2 separate regions of the Danio rerio genome follow, and region 1 is linked to region 2. A link is a contact called in public HiCAR-type data. All regions are on one chromosome and are shown on one strand. The core of a region is the stretch at or near the end of the contact, and the rest is flanking DNA. Distances in the headings are between cores, read along the strand shown.

Region 1 (4,233 bases), core at 200-2,699, 380 kb before region 2:
TAAAATTTTAACCCATCTTCCACAAAACAAAGTGGATTATTCAGTAAATAAACATTACTAATATTATATGTTTGCCTTTAATTACAATTATTTTGCTTTCCTTCATCATAAATAAATAAATAAACAAGCTTGAGTGTACAGGATGATCCAAAAGGAATACAAACCTAAACAAATCTAATTTAATGCTTCTGTAATGTCCACAATTTCTTAGCTGTAAATATTTAAACAGTTTAAGATATCTTCTGTCATCCACATATTTGCAAAATTTTTGCAAGTACTGGGACAATTTAAAATTTGATTTTTTGGCCCATTATTGAGTCTATTTATTTACTTGTGTAAATGTGTGTAAATTTATATTTATCCAGTTTTGTAATTAATTTTAGTAATATTTTTGCCTAATATGAAAATCTTCATATGATTTATTTACAATACAGTTTGTAAAGTAATAAATTCTGTGTTTTAGTAGACATATTATATAAGAGACTTGCTTTGTTTACCAAATAAGTAGATCTAATTAGATTTGCACTGTAAACATTAAATAAAAAGTTTAAAAAGCTAATATGTTTTAAATCATAGGTTAAATTTTTAATTATGAAACTTCCAAAATAAAAAATCTGCATAAATTCGCAGATTTTTTTTACAAAATTCTCTGCAGAAATAGCTAAAAATGGTCGCAGATTCTGTCTGGCCCTAGGTATGGGCTAGGCTCTAAAATTAAGAAATGTTGTGGTAATACTCAAACCATCAGCGCATACTAACTAATGTTAACAAAAGAAAACCTAATATTAAAATGTTACCTGTAAGTAATGTCAGCAAAATCTACAGTAACTTATTAATAGCAGTTCATCAGTAATTTACTGAAAATAAATTACAGCAAAAATACTGTATTTACATGTATGGCACCATTATCTTGCTGTACATGTATACAGAATTATGTCTATTTCTTTACTTTAAAATGTACAGCAATTTTCACAAACTTTAAAATACATTAACATACTGCATAACTGCCCTGCAGTAAAATGCAGTTCATATTACAGTTAAAAACTGCTTAATTTACACATATTGTTAACAATGTAGTCACATTTGTTTCATACTACAAAAGCTATCCAGTATTGAGTTGTTGTTGTTTTTTATTTAAGACCTCGTCTGGATCAATTCAATAATCTGTGGTAATAAATGCTTTTCATAAATAACCGGTAATAAGTTCAATATCAGCATGATGTCAGTGATGTCACAACCCTCGAAGGCTCAGCAGGCTTTCTACAAGATGTAGCTCAGCATTAGCACGTATCATATTGTACATGAAATGACAGAATCAGACTTACCGCAAGCACCGCTGAATGATATTAACCAACTATATAAACCTAATAAAGTCCATATTTTAACCCGGACATGCTATGACAGAAAAGAGACAAGATGATCCGACACGCTGAACGACTCTGTTGTTCTGATTCTGCGTCCTCGCTCTGCTGTCACATGACACATGTCAGCTGATTTCACTTCAACGCGGTCTCTCACGGATTACGTTTCCGTGTTTCTGTTTTAAAAATCAAAAAGTTAACGATACACTTTTAAAACATTGCAGCTTTTGCAAAATCAAAATGACGTACAGAGTATGACGGAAGCTGTATGCTTTAGTACTTTTTAATGAACAAATTTAATGAAGGAAATTAACAAACTTTTTATTATTACAGTTCTCAACTTAATTTAATTTGAACGTATTTAATTTAATTATTTAATTTTGCTTAATTTTATTTAGAGAGCAACAAAAACAAGGGATCATCTAAAAAATGTGTTTTACGTTTAAAACGTTTGATATCACTTCTGATGCGATATCCAACAAAATGTTGTGTGCTGCTGAATATATCGTTGTATCTGTAGATGTATATGGAAAATACTATGTAGTAAACACTAGTCTATTTGAACCATATTATATTAAAGTGTCTTTTACTATATTTACAGAGCACAGGCTAACTGTTATTACGGTATTAGCAAACTGATAAAGTGTAACAAAATACTGCAGTAAACTCAACAGTAAATTGGTATAGTAGTATATTTTCTAGTTGTAGAAACTTGGTACACTATTGGGTTTTTGACACTATTTGTTGTATTACCAGGGACTATTACAATAACAAACTATTTCAAGTATTTTAGTATGGTTCAATTTTTTTCATGTGGGGATGGTATTTAAATCGGACTTGTGAGGAGCTTATAAAATGTGTAAATGAGTCAAAACAATACCAAGACATCTGGAATAGACATTTACGACATGGCAATTCCATGACTGTATGACAAGAAATATGTTTGGTTTTGGTCATGTGGGTCCTGTTATTAGCTTTAGATGTCCTTATTTGTTCATGTTGCATTTACATTACATTTAAACTGCACCAGAGTCTGAAACAGATTGGGACCCATCTTTCATCCAGTTTCGCTCCACTTTTGTGTAGAGCACCAAGGTTCAGATGACAGCATTAACATTAATTTAAATGAGCAGTAACAAACAAACAACAAACATATAATCAATTTAGTTTAATAATGCCACGTGTTTTTTGTGGTGCGAATGAACGCTTTGTCAGAAACTGATAGTTTATTGATGAGCCCTAAAGGAAACAGTGCGTCACCTGACCGTCCAGCAACAGTGCCAGCAAAATCGAGTCTGTAGACTTGAGTTTGCAGCAACAGTCTGATCGATCATGACGGTAATTACCCCCTTTAATATAACATTTAATTAACAATAATCCGTTTACTTTTGCTTAGGGTTTCAGAACATCCTAAGTTCGTTTTTACTCAAGATAACTTCCAGACTTAGCTTAGTTGCTAACGTTTTGATGAGTGTCTCTTATTGAATCAAAGATGTTTTCTTTCTTCACAGACTCACGAGTTTTTTGTTGACATGACATGTGAAGGATGCTCTGGTGCAGTCACTCGAGTACTTAATAAACTGGGTAAGGTTTAGGTTTTTTACATTTGAAATATTCTAATCGTAATATCGTTGAATTGTGTACTGGAACCATTTAAATGAGATGTTTGTGAATTGTGTTATTAAATGCATCAGATGTTGCTGCTTTCTTTGCTTTTTGTGTTAAAAAGTGCTTTGTCATGGTGGGACAGAGTTCATAGTTCATTTGTATTTCTCAACAGATGTCAAGTTTGATATCGATCTTCCCAACAAGAAGGTCTTCATTGAGTCAGACAAAAACACTGATGTCCTTCTGGAAACACTAAAAAAGACTGGAAAAACTGTTACCTACATTGGTACAAAATGAAAAGGTTTATATTAAAACAATAAGGTGAGAACTCAATTCAAATACTTCAGTCAATTGCACTCACAGAAGTTAAAAATCATTATAACACATTAACTGAACTATTATATAGTACAAGTTTCTTGGTCTTGTGATCAGACAGGATTTACTTGACAGTCCAAAGTTTGTTTTTATTGTAACATAAAGCTTGCATTATCAGTTTCCATCCACCTGTTAAAGTGATAGGTCACAAAAAATACATAAGTACAAATTTGCTAATTTTTACTTCTCTTCAGCCCTCACAATATGGCTTTTTTTGTTAAGCTTTATTGGAATATTCAACAACCACAAGCACTTTGACAGTAAAAAGCATATACAGAGAAGGAAAAAACTAAAAGGGATAGTTCATCCCAAAACAAAAACTAAAATCAATCACCTTTTATTTGCATGTTTTAAATCTGTTTGGGTTTCTTTTTTCTATTGAACACAAAAGAAGATATTTAAAAATTCATGAGCTTAAAGTCACATATAAGCTGATGCTGTTTGTTTACAACATTTTATAGAAACAACAAATAAAGAGTATTTTGATAACGAGTACAGCAGCATCAGCTCATGTTTGACTTTGCGCTACTTAAATTTATTATACTCAAGATTGCTTAAAAAAAACTAGGCTGTGTGGACTTAAAGAAGGCTAAAAATGCTGGGTTCTAGACAATCGATTTGAGTTGGAACAACATGACGGAATTTAGTTACCTTATTAATTTGTACAAATAGTAACAATTTACAATAAGGTTCATTAGTTAATGCATTTACTAACATGAACGAATCATGAACAACACATGTACAGCATTTATTAATCATAATTTAACATTTACTAATGCATTATTAACATCCAAATCTATGCTTGTTAACATTAGTTAATGCATCATGAGTTAACAAACTATGAACTACTGTATTTCCACTAACGTTAACTAACATGAACAAATACAGT
Region 2 (4,350 bases), core at 154-2,653:
ATGGTCACTGGTTCAAGCCCTGGATAAGTCAGTTGGCATTTTTGTATGGAGTTTGCATGTTCTCCTTGTGTTCGCATGGGTTTCCTGCGGGTGCACTGGTTTCCCCCAAGTCCAACAACATGTGGTCTAATTGAATTGAATAAGCTAAATTGGCCATTATGTGTGTGAATGCAAGAGTGTATGGGTGTTTCCCAGTGTTGGCTTGTGGTTGGAAGGGCATTCGCTGCGTAAAAAATATGTTGGATAAGTTGCCAGATCATTCCGCTGTGGCGAAATCTAATTAATAAAGGGACTATGACAAAAATAAAATGAATGAGTGAATGGTTTGCTTGGATTGGTCTTACAAAATCTGAGGTTTTTCCATCATTACACTCTCTCAAACTCTTATTTTTCTTCCTTTACTCCTCTATACAACTGTATGAATGTGTGTTTGTGTTAGGTGTTAGTTTCTGCTAGACATGTCAATAATGTTTCACTTTGTATGAAGAAAGATGGCTGTGCATATTTATGAATCTAATGTCTTGTTACCCTGCTTGAACATGGGATTTTATTTGTGAAAGCAATAACCATATTTGTAGTCAATCATCCATTTGAACGATTGCTGAACAATTTGTTTGTACAAAACCTCTCACTGGGTGTAATTTAACAGCTGATATTTAAAATAATATATTATTTTACAGTGCACATATTTGTACTTTACAGCTACACATTTGTACCTTTAGGGTACACTTTTGTACCTTTAAGGATTACTTTTATACCTTACTGTATTTTACATTTGTACCCTTGCAAGATACTATGAGGTACATTTTTTTTTTTTTGTTTTTAGGTATTAATATGTACATTTAAGGACCTGCCAGGAACCAAAAAAGTACTTTTTGAAAAGGTGTAGCCCCAGTGAAAGATTTTGTATCTTTATTTGTGGGAGTTTTGACATGGACTATAAACTAGTTAATGTCTGCCATTAAAGAAGAAAAAAGACCAACCAGCACACAACCACTGATGTTGCCACAATGTCACAATTACTAAATTAATTAGCCAGTCAGTTGTTGTCGCAACAAATCAAGAATTCTCACATTCACGGTCTTAAACATTTAGTCATCAGCTGACACAGAGGTTACATAACAACCTTCTATTATGGTTAGAACAGATTTTTACCAATGTAAATTCCTAAAATCTTCCTTTTATGTTCTTGATACAGTAGACAAATAGAGCCAAGATCTTTTTTCTTTCTCTTTTTTTTAATCTTCACGGCTAGTATGGATTATTAGATGAGATCTGGGACTGCAGTACCCTGTGGACATATTAAAATGATTGAAAAGCTTGACAGCTCCCAGCTGCACATGACCAATGGTAGCTCTAGTGTCTAGACTGAGCAGCGTTCAGGCCTGGCAGCACATGGAGGAAAATCCAGAGATGACTAAGCACAACAGCCTGCCAGCTTCTGACTATATACATCCAGCCCTCCCATGCCGGACCCCTGTCGCCTCATATTTGATCACGTAACACTTTGTATGTAAATAACATGCTTAATGTCCACTGATCCGGAAAGCCATTCCTCCAATAGTGCCTCCTTCTTTGCCGGTAAGGATTTCATTGTTTATACAGGGGTCATACACATGGAGAGACAGCCAGTACAACAACACCCCCTTAAGGAGTATCTTGTTGTTGTTGTTGGTGGTGGAAGGAAAAGCCAGGACTAAAGGAAGGCAGGTCTCCAGTGTGCGCCGTCAACACTAGATGTCAAGAAACTTTGCACGCGGCAGATGATAAGACAGGAAAAGTAAGATGGCTCAATTCACGCGCTCGCCTCTAAAGCTCTCCAAATATTCACGAAAACCATTCATTTTCTTTAACCATGGCAGAGTTGAGCTCCTCCTTGGGTGTCGCTGTAGATCTTGCAGAAATCCCTGTAAATCTGTGGCCGGGACACTCTCAGCCAGTTCCGTTAGGACTGTCACTCCACATTAAGTTGCTTCTCCTTTAATCTGCTGCTGTAGGGTAAAGTGCAGTCATGCTTTTACATAAGAAATTTGTTCTTGTGGAACTTTGACTGCTTCATCCACCCTTACGTGATTCACACAGTATGCTCATGTGACTCAAGGACAGCGCTAACCTTTCCCATCAAGGTTTTTTGTTGTTGTTGTTTTTGTTGTGTCCTTCCATGGTCTCTAAATTTGCCAGAGAGGTCGATCTTGTTTTGCTGCTGCACGCAATCGTGTTTCTCAGAGTTGAGCTGTGGATTTATGAATTATGCATTGGTTTAATATTTAGGTACTACTACTGTCCCAGCATGTCACGAACTAGTTGTGCATTTTCGTGTACATTATGTGCCGTTTTACATTGCCCTTCGCTAGGAGTCTCTATGAATGCAAATGAGCTTTATGTTCCCTAGCCAATACAGTGGACATTTGTTTAATTAGAGTAGATGGATTGCAAATCCTGCATTGCAAATCACGTCGAAGAGCGAGGGTAAATGTTTATTGCTTATAACTAATGAAAGCAAAATCTATTCAAACTATAATGATCTAAACACACATTGTCATTGCACGCCTGATACAGTTGTTTTGATTTTAACTGTTAAAGTGAATGATTGTTTACCATTATAATAACTGGTTTATATTGCTTCTCAATCTTGTTTATTTATTTATTTTTTATCATTAATCTGTTTTTTTCAATTAATTGAATGTAGCTTCAGCAAATGTAGCCTTAATTACATTTAACTGATCAAAAATTCCAGTAAAGACTATTCCATGGTTACAAAATAATTAGTATTTTAAATAATCTTTTTATCTCTGATTATGAAAAGTCACACTTCAACAAAAGTATTTAACAACACAAGTCTTTTCAATGTTGAGAATAATTTGAATTATATATATATATATATATATATATATATATATATATATATATATATATATATATATATATATATATATATTACATTTAATGTGAAGGGACATGTGACACTGACACGAATAGAATATTATTTTTAAAAATTCTGTGTTGATGTTAAAGAAACAAATAATATTTTAAATATATATTCAAGCAGGAAACATTCAATTTATTTTGCAACAGGCCTATTGTAAAGGATGGATTTAGTGATTTTGGGGCCATAAGTAGGGCCAGACAGAATCTGCTGGACATTTATTGCTATTTCTGCTAAGAATTTTGTAGAAAATCTGCAGATTTATGCTGAATGATTTTGGGAGTAACATACCTAAAAACATAATGTATGTAATAAAAATAATACCTTTTTATATTTTATTTAATGTTTACAATGCAAAAACACATTTGGTAAACAAAGCTCTCTCATATATTAGATCTACTAAAAAGACAGAAAATACTAATTTACAAACTGTATTGTAAATAAATTACATGAACATTTTCATATTTATCAGAAATATTCATTCATTCATTCATTCATTCATTCATTCATTCATTCATTTTCTTTTTGCCTTAGGCCCTTTATTAATTAAGGGGTTTATTAATCATTTTTATTAATCATGTACAGATTCCATGTGGGCCTAGCCATAAGAAATTATTTTGTTTATAAAAGTAAACCTGTGACCAAATGTAATGATCACATAATTTTTTTTTTCCTATATATATATTCATTCATCCATTTTCTTGTCGGCTTAGTCCCTTTATTAATCCGGGGTCGCCACAGCGGAATAAACCACCAACTTATCCAGCAAGTTTTTACGCAGCGGATGCCCTTCCAGCCGCAACCCATCTCTGGGAAACATCCACACACACATTCACACACACACACTCATACACTACAATTTAGCCTACCCAATTCACCTATAGCGCATGTCTTTGGACTGTGGGGGAAACCTGAGCACCCGGAGGAAACCCACGCAAAGGCAGGGAGAACATGCGAACTCCACGCAGAATCGCCAACTGACCCAGCTAAGGCTCAAACAAGCGACTTTCTTGCTGTGAGGCGATCATGCAACCCACTACGTCACTGTGACCCTACATTATATTTGAATATTAAAAACGCAGCATTGCTGATCATAAAAACACTTATTTCCTATACTGACCACAAACCTTTGAATAGTGACTATAATTACATTATATTGTAGCTATTTATGTTTGATGCTTTAAAAAACTTTAAATTCCTGTGGTGGACAGGTACTCCTTCAATGGCAATGACCATAATAAATGTCATAATAATTAGAATTTGTACATATGGTTTCTATTGTTAATGTGGGCCTTCATATATTAATATAGAAAGCAAAATGAAAGAAAGAGAAAGATGAGTGAAATCTTGGAATAAAGGACACGAGGAGCCAATGAGTATTCAGTTCCATCCGTGTGCACTTAAGGGCAAAGAAGAACGACGCT

The links. HiCAR-type assays count read pairs that join an accessible place to other places.
Region 1: a contact with region 2 is called in a HiCAR-type map of caudal fin, with 10 times the contacts expected there. The contact joins the promoter of slc36a1 here to the enhancer-like site in region 2. A contact is called at or near these places in 6 of 18 Hi-C or Micro-C datasets (caudal fin, embryo, fibroblasts and 1 more) and 2 of 4 datasets of contacts at active chromatin or transcription factors (caudal fin and embryo).

The regions. Positions count from the first base shown.
Region 1 is chr14:30,258,600-30,262,832 of GRCz12tu, reverse strand. It overlaps slc36a1 (solute carrier family 36 member 1), which reads right to left and starts at 1,449. Exons shown (of 13, transcript XM_073921867.1): 1 at 1,326-1,449. It overlaps atox1 (antioxidant 1 copper chaperone), which reads left to right and starts at 2,603. Exons shown (of 4, transcript NM_001256633.3): 1 at 2,603-2,699; 2 at 2,873-2,945; 3 at 3,142-3,290. The coding sequence starts at 2,694. The coding sequence ends at 3,266.
Region 2 is chr14:29,882,879-29,887,228 of GRCz12tu, reverse strand. No RefSeq gene overlaps it. Among named protein-coding and RNA genes, the nearest start is that of slc25a48, 12 kb to the right of the region's middle. Within about 2 kb of position 1,403, at least 3 of the 62 cell types and tissues checked have an H3K27ac peak or open chromatin away from gene starts, as enhancers often do.